2 separate regions of the Pan troglodytes genome follow, and region 1 is linked to region 2. The links are chromatin contacts, called in public Hi-C maps. All regions are on one chromosome and are shown on one strand. Each heading gives the region's core, a stretch centred on a gene start, on an enhancer-like site or on the middle of the called end of the contact. The rest is flanking DNA. Distances are from core to core; before and after follow the strand shown.

What was found. A called contact is a pair of places that touch in the nucleus more often than the background predicts.
Region 1: a Hi-C map of stem cell-derived neural progenitor cells shows a contact between it and region 2, with 2.8 times the contacts expected there. The contact joins the promoter of SLC25A4 here to the promoter of CENPU in region 2. A contact is called at or near these places in 1 of 7 Hi-C or Micro-C datasets (stem cell-derived neural progenitor cells) and 1 of 1 datasets of contacts at active chromatin or transcription factors (stem cell-derived excitatory neurons).

What each region holds. Positions count from the first base shown.
Region 1 is chr3:186,783,505-186,786,956 of NHGRI_mPanTro3-v2.0_pri, reverse strand. It overlaps SLC25A4 (solute carrier family 25 member 4), which reads right to left and starts at 2,192. Exons shown (of 4, transcript XM_517556.8): 1 at 1,914-2,192; 2 at 136-622. The coding sequence starts at 2,024.
Region 2 is chr3:186,374,409-186,377,869 of NHGRI_mPanTro3-v2.0_pri, reverse strand. CENPU (centromere protein U) reads left to right here and starts at 2,087. Exons shown (of 12, transcript XR_679935.5): 1 at 2,087-2,212.

The sequences.
Region 1 (3,452 bases), core at 943-3,442, 410 kb before region 2:
CTCATTCAGAAGCCTCAATTATCCCAGAGACTAGAAAAAACAAGATCAATATATATCAGGTCCTTTGTGAGTTATAGATCCCATAGGATCCTCTTTCCACACCACCCTCCTTCTCCCCTGATGCCCCTCTCTCACCCTTGGCAGTATCATAGACTCCGAAGTAGGCAGCTCTATAGATAATGATGCCTTGGACAGAGACGTTGAAACCCTGGTAGAGCCCCCTCAGGCCATCAGACTTGAAGATCTTGATGATACAGTCGCCCAGACCATGGAACTCACGCTGGGCGGCGCCCTTGCCCACGTCAGCAGCCAACCTGGTCCTAGCAAAGTCCAGCGGGTAGACAAAGCAAAGGGAGGTGGCCCCAGCGGCCCCACCGGACGCCAGGTTACCAGCAAAGTAGCGCCAGAACTGCTTATGCCGATCCACACCCCCTAAGAAGAGCTGCTTGTACTTGTCCTTGAAGGCGAAGTTGAGAGCTTGGGTGGGGAAGTAACGGATCACGTTGGCCAGGTTACCCCTCCAGAAGGAGAGGAAGCCCTGCTCCTTAGGGATTCTCACCACACAATCAATGATCCCTTTGTACTGCTTCTCAGCACTGATCTGTTTGCTGGCATGCTGGACCTGGTGGAGGGGAGGGTGGGTGACAGAGGACAGGCAGGGCAGAGAGAAGGGAAGAGGACAGGAGAAAAAAGGTTTGCACTTCCTAGATTTTTTTTTTTTTTGAAGAAAAAAAGGATGAGGAAATCAAACGGATATTGAGGACGTGTAAATCGATACTGTTATCCATGTTAGTTACTGGATAACAAGCCAAAATAATCCAATGTTGCTTCAATTATTAGGGTATTTGAGGGAAAAGGTGTTGCCCCAAATAAACTGAAAAGGTGATTGAATTATATAAAGCTATAGCCATTTATTTATTTCACTTTCCCTAGGTTTGAGAACTGTATGAGGGGCTTACTGGGGGACAGAAATGAGTAACACTCCCTGCTTCAAAGGGCTTTGGATTTAATAGACATGATGGCCAAAAAATGACAATTTCTCAGTGTCACTCTGATCACCCTGGAGATGAGGCTCTCTACTAGATGCTCTAATAGAGGAAGGAGAATAAATCCACTAAACATTAGGCCTCCAAAGTTTTCAAGCAGATAATCCAAGTAATCAATTATTGAGGGTTTGCTGCCGTTGTGAGCAATTTGTGGGGGTTTTGTTGTTAGTAATTTTGACTCCCAAATTGGGCTCTTCCTCATTGAGGGGCCCTGACCTTTTGGGCAGGTGGAGGAAAACACGAGAGGATGATAAACCATTCAGAGACCAGGTAGGGGAGGAAAAGATTTGGAGACAGGATGATCTAAGTTTATTCCGAAAATTGTTTCTTAATATTTCAAAACCTCAGCTTCATCTGTAAAATGGAGAAGAATAACTGTCTCACAGAGGTTACATAAAGATGAAGGCGTCAGCCTACATACAGCATTGTGCATGAGATACGATAAGGGAATTCTTGGGTGATGATTATTTTGATGTTTTTATTGTAAAGGTGCGTGCGCATAAGACGGTGCCAAAAATACTGGCAATCACTAGGTGCCTCCGGGCCTGAGTGCACGCCCGTGCTGTCACGGGCGCAGGATCTGGCACACGTAAACCGGCTCCGGGTGGGTTTCCATATATAGACACCCGAACGCCGGGCGCCACCCGACACCAGGAATCTGCGACTGACGCTGGACCTGTCTCTACGCAGAGGGCACCTTCTTCCCCCGCAGGCGGGCGGGCGGGCGCCCGGGCCTGTGGCCTGGCGCAGATTTTCCTTGGCGCCCCGCGCCCTGCAGCTCGCGCCGCATCGCGCGCCCCGCCCGGCCCGCCGCGCCCGCGCCCGCGCCCGCGCCCGCGCCCGCCTCTTGCACCGCGCGGTCCTCACCTGCAGCAGCAGTTTGACCCTCTCGATGGGGGCGACTGCGGTCTTGGAGACGGCAGCGGCGACGCCCCCGGCCAGGAAGTCCTTTAGGAAGCTCCAAGCGTGATCACCCATGGTGACAGCTCGACGCTCTCAGCCCGCAGGCAGCCCGCTCGTGCTCTCGCCCACGCCCGGCCTGGCACCGCCGCGCAGTCCCCGACCCCGCGCGACGCTAAGGGGCCGCCGCCTGGCCCGCAGCTCCCCCTTATATCCCCGCCGGGCTCTCGCGAGAGGAGGCGGGTCGCGGCCGGCGCTCGCGCCGCGCATTGGCTGGGCAGGTGCGAGGCGCCCCCTCCTCCCAGCTGCAGAGGGCATCGGGGGCGAAGGCGCTTCCGGGAGCGAGGCTGGGCCGGGGGCTGTCCCTGCAACTTGGGACGTTTAAAGGGCACATTCATGTTATCTGTCCCGCCGAGCCCAGGGAACACCGTGTCACCGCGGCATGTGGGCCGCGTATTTATAGCACAGGCAGCCTTAGGCCGGGGCGAAGCCGGGGCAGACACCCGGCCGCTGCCGCCGGTGGAGAGTTCTTGACCCTCCGGCCTGCACGGGCCGCGCTCAGGCCCAGGGATTTCGAGCTGTTTCCTCCTGCTTGCATCTAAAGGCGCCCCCAACCAGAGCTCACTGCCTGGATATGGGCCTTTTTAGAGCCGTGCGCTCCCGAGAATAAATGGCAGTCCTCTCAAATAGATACTAAGGTCACCTGATGCTGTGATTGCCTCATAGAATCTGACAACCTGCTGCCTCTCATTTCTTTTCATTCAATCGTTCTTTCAGTCATTCATTCTGCTATTACATATTGATGTGTCTGGCACTCAGTGCCCACAGGAAAGACCTGGTGCAGGGGACCACTAGGTGAATTCATACTTGTTTTTGCAAAACTCTGTGACTCTAAAACATAGGACACTTCTTTTGTAAGCCCCTAAAGGGTTTAATGTACCACTCTGCTCTCAGCGGAATTTCAGCACATATTAGGGCAGAATGTTCTGTCAGCCGGTGCCTTCTTGAGGGTCAGTGCTGTCAGCCTTCCAGAAAAGATCCAGTCCTTGGCTGTATTTGCCTCTTTTTAATGACAGCTGGGGTTGAGGAAATGCTATTTAATCCCAGGAAATTAATTGCAATTAATTTCTTAAAATATATAAATTTGAGCTTTAATTTTCCTTAGCTTGTTTTTTAGGCAGTTCATGTAACCATACAGGTTTTCAAATACAACTGTTCCTTCCCCTAGAATGACTGCAATTAGTTTTTAACTTTAAACTCTTTACTCAATTATCTTCCCATGTTTGCTAATTTTCATTTGTACCTTTAACAAAGTTTATTCATTGTTTTTATAAGCTTTTTTTTTTAATATTTGCTGACATCATGTTAGAGGTTCATGGAGCTGCAGCTGCGTGTCACCCTGGGCCTGGAGACTTTGGTATAGCAGAAGTCACTAAGGTTCCAGGGCCACAGAGGGCATGCGTTTATCTAAGAGTGGGGCAGGCTAGAGTTCCGAAATCCAGGTAA
Region 2 (3,461 bases), core at 838-3,337:
TAAGATGCATTTCAAGGGTGAGCCTGTTGATGCCTGAGTGTTTCCCATCTGAAAGACAAAACCACCCGCAGTTTTGGTTTGTTTTGCTTGTCCCCCTGCCCAAGAACCCGCAATGGTCCCTGGACCCTGCTGATCGGAATAGTTGCACTCACCGACGCAGCAGCAGAAACACTAGTTTTCCTCCCAGACCACATGGAGGACCGAGGAAGGTCGGATTTAGTGGCCCTTACCAACACATTCTCGAAAAACTGTTAAGAGTCCTAAGCATTCTCCTGTTAGTATTGGGACTTTATCCCTCTCCTATAAAGATGTTATGCCCCAAAAATGAAGTGGAGGGCCATACCCTGAGGGAGGGAAGGGATGTCCAAGGCTGGAAGAGTGACACCTTTTATCTTCACTTACATGAATAGGAAGGATACAATTTCTGAGGCTCCTCATAGCATACCTTCAGGAATAGCTTTTGTTAGGCCTGCTTGTCTGAGGAGGGATCCTAAAATTCCAGAAAAGATAGTCCCCCCCACCAAGATTGTGCCATTGCACTCCAGCCTGGGTGACAGAGCAAGACTCCATCTTGAAAAAAAAAAAAAGAAATTAAAATACAAAATATAAATAGGCCGGGTGCGGTGGCTCACGCCTGTAATCCCAGCACTTTGGGAGGCTGAGGTGGGCAGATCACGAGGTCAGGAGATCGAGACCTTCCTGACTAACACGGTGAAACCCCGTCTCTACTAAAAATACAAAAAAATTAGCCGGGCGTGGTGGCGGGCCCCTGTAGTCCCAGCTACTTCGGAGGTTGAGGCAGGAGAATGGCATGAACCCGGGAGGTAGAGCTTGCAGTGAGCCAAAATCAGGCCACTGCACTCCAGCCTGGTCAACAGAGCAAGACTCCATCTCAAAAAAAAAAAAAAAAAAAAGAACTTACTCATGTAACCAAATAGCACCTGCACCCCAATAATTTATGGAAAAACAAAATAAATAAAAAATAAAAGCAATAGCTTTAGTAAGAAAGGGCACTTGCAGCATACCTACCAAATATCATATAAAGTTTAGAAACATACAATAATCAATACATTATTTGGAGCTATATCAAGGTAGAAAACCACAGGAATGATACACATAAAATCAGAAGAGTGGTTATTCTTTGGAGGAGGAGGATGCCATTCAGAGGGGTACCCAAGAGTTATATATAAAAATGATCCATATCCCCATGTAGTGCTGGTTACACGGATGTTTGTTTTTATCTTTACATTACACGTTATATTCTTTCATATGCATGAAACGTAATATTTTTGTCATAGTAAAATATACATAACAAAATTTAGCATTTTAACCGTTTTTAACTTTACAGTATTGTGGCATTAAGTACCTTCACCTTGTGCATCCATCCACCACTATTTCCAGAACGTTTTCATCATCCCAAACTGCTTTTGGTATCATATCCAAGAAATCATACCCAGTCCAATGTTATGAAGTTTTTGCTCTGTTTTCTTCTAAGAGTTTTAATTTTAATTTTAGCCTTTATAGTTAGGTCTTTGATCCATTTTGCGTTAATTTTTATACGCGGTGTAAGGTAAGGGTTCAATTACATTCTTCTGCATTACACATTTTTAAACACAAACAAAATGAAAGAACAAAAGGAACCCTGTCCATTTACAAATGAAGGTATTGGGATAGCAGTAAGGTAACATGCTAAGCTCAGACAGCTGATAAAGGCAGCAGGGGCTGGAAGCCAAATCCTGTAGGCCTGGAAAGATGACTGCGGCCTCAGCGACAACAGCTGCGAACACGGGTCTGCACCCACCCTCTTACCTGCCCACGACTCAGGGACACTAGCTCCTCCCCTTTCCCCACCCCACAAGGGGCCGTCCCACGTGGCTCCCGGGCTTTCCGGCGCTGGAAAACTGGCGATGCGGGTGGGCGCGAAAGCCCGGAAAACTTTGTCATGTTTTGGACCGTAGGTAACTGGTTGTGCGGCATGGACTCCAGCTCCGTTGCGCTGTAATAACCAGGCCCAGTTTTCCCTCACGCTCCAGGCCAGGGAGGAGCCCGGGGGCCGCTCAGAAAGTCCTGCGCACGCGCGCGTGCTCGGCCCGGATTGGCTGCTCGGAGCGGCGAGGGGCTTGGCGGGAGCTTCCAGTCGCTCGAGAGCGGAGAGCGGCACCATGGCCCCGCGGGGGCGGCGGCGGCGGGCGCGGCCTCACAGGTCTGAGGGGTAAGTACTGCCGACCCTCGGGAGCGCGGGGCCGGAGACCAGCTTGAACTGCTTCCTCGCCTGCCGTGGTTTGCGCCTCCCGGCGCTGTTGGTGCTCCACTGTGGAGGTCGCCCGAGTGGCCAATCGCCCGGGTCCCCGGCTTCCTGCTCAGTGTAGTGGGGATAACAGTGATCCCACCCGCACGGGCCTGTCGGGGCCTAACACTGCCTGGCGGGTGGGAGAGACGTTAGCCAGTGTCGTGTCGTTTTGTGGGGGGGGGGGAGTGCCGTCCAAAGTAGTGAGTCTCAAAGTGCTAGCTTGAAAGCAAAATATTCAGCAAATACGTATTGCCTACGGTTTGCCAGACTTTGTTAGTGGAGTTTTACTCTCTGACTGGGAATCAGTTTTCTTATTTTGAAGACCCTGGTGTTTTCTTACTGCAAACCACAGACCGTACACTGGAGCATAAATCCGGCTGGGGGACCAAGCTGCCGCTTGCGGTTCTCCAGGATGGGTCGAGCGGTTTTTGTTTACCCAAGAAAGCGAGCGTTTGGTCGGTTGCAAAACGCGCTCTAGAATGCTGGTCGCTGATTGGTTGGCGAATGGCCATCCGAGGCCCGGCCTGGATCTGGCGGGAAGGGTCTCGGCTTGCTGCAGACGGTGCACAAAGCCATACGCCAAGACGATCTGAAGAGAACAGGAGTTCCCCGGGCCTGGGAAGGCTGCCTGGAGAAGGAGGTGCTGGTAGATGCGGGGTTAGGGTGGAAAAGCTGGAGCAGGACACCGCAGGTGGGTGGGGAAACCGAGACCAGACTCCTGTGGCCAGTGGAGGAGAATGAAGACTCCCCTAGTGCAAAAAAGGATTAGAAAAGAACGTCAGCCTTCAATGTCAGCTGAAAAGAGTTTATCTGAAAGGCTAGTGGTTTTTGTTGTCTTTTTTTATTTTTTTAACATTTTTGGGTTTGAGACTCATGAAATCTGTTCATGCCTCCTCCCAAAACACACTTACGCACATACAACAGATTTTTTTTTTTTTTTTTTTTTTGAGACGGAGTCTCACTCTGTGGCCCAGGCTGGAGTGCAGTGGCGCGATCTCCGCCCCCCAGGTTCAAGCGATTTTCCTGCCTCAGACTCCAGAGGAGCTGGGATTACAGGCGCTGGCCCCCACGTCCAGCTAATTTTTGTATTTTTAGTAAAGACGGGGTTTCACCATGTTGGCCAGGATGGTCTTGATTTCCTCACCTCGTGATCCGCCCTCCTCGGGTTCCC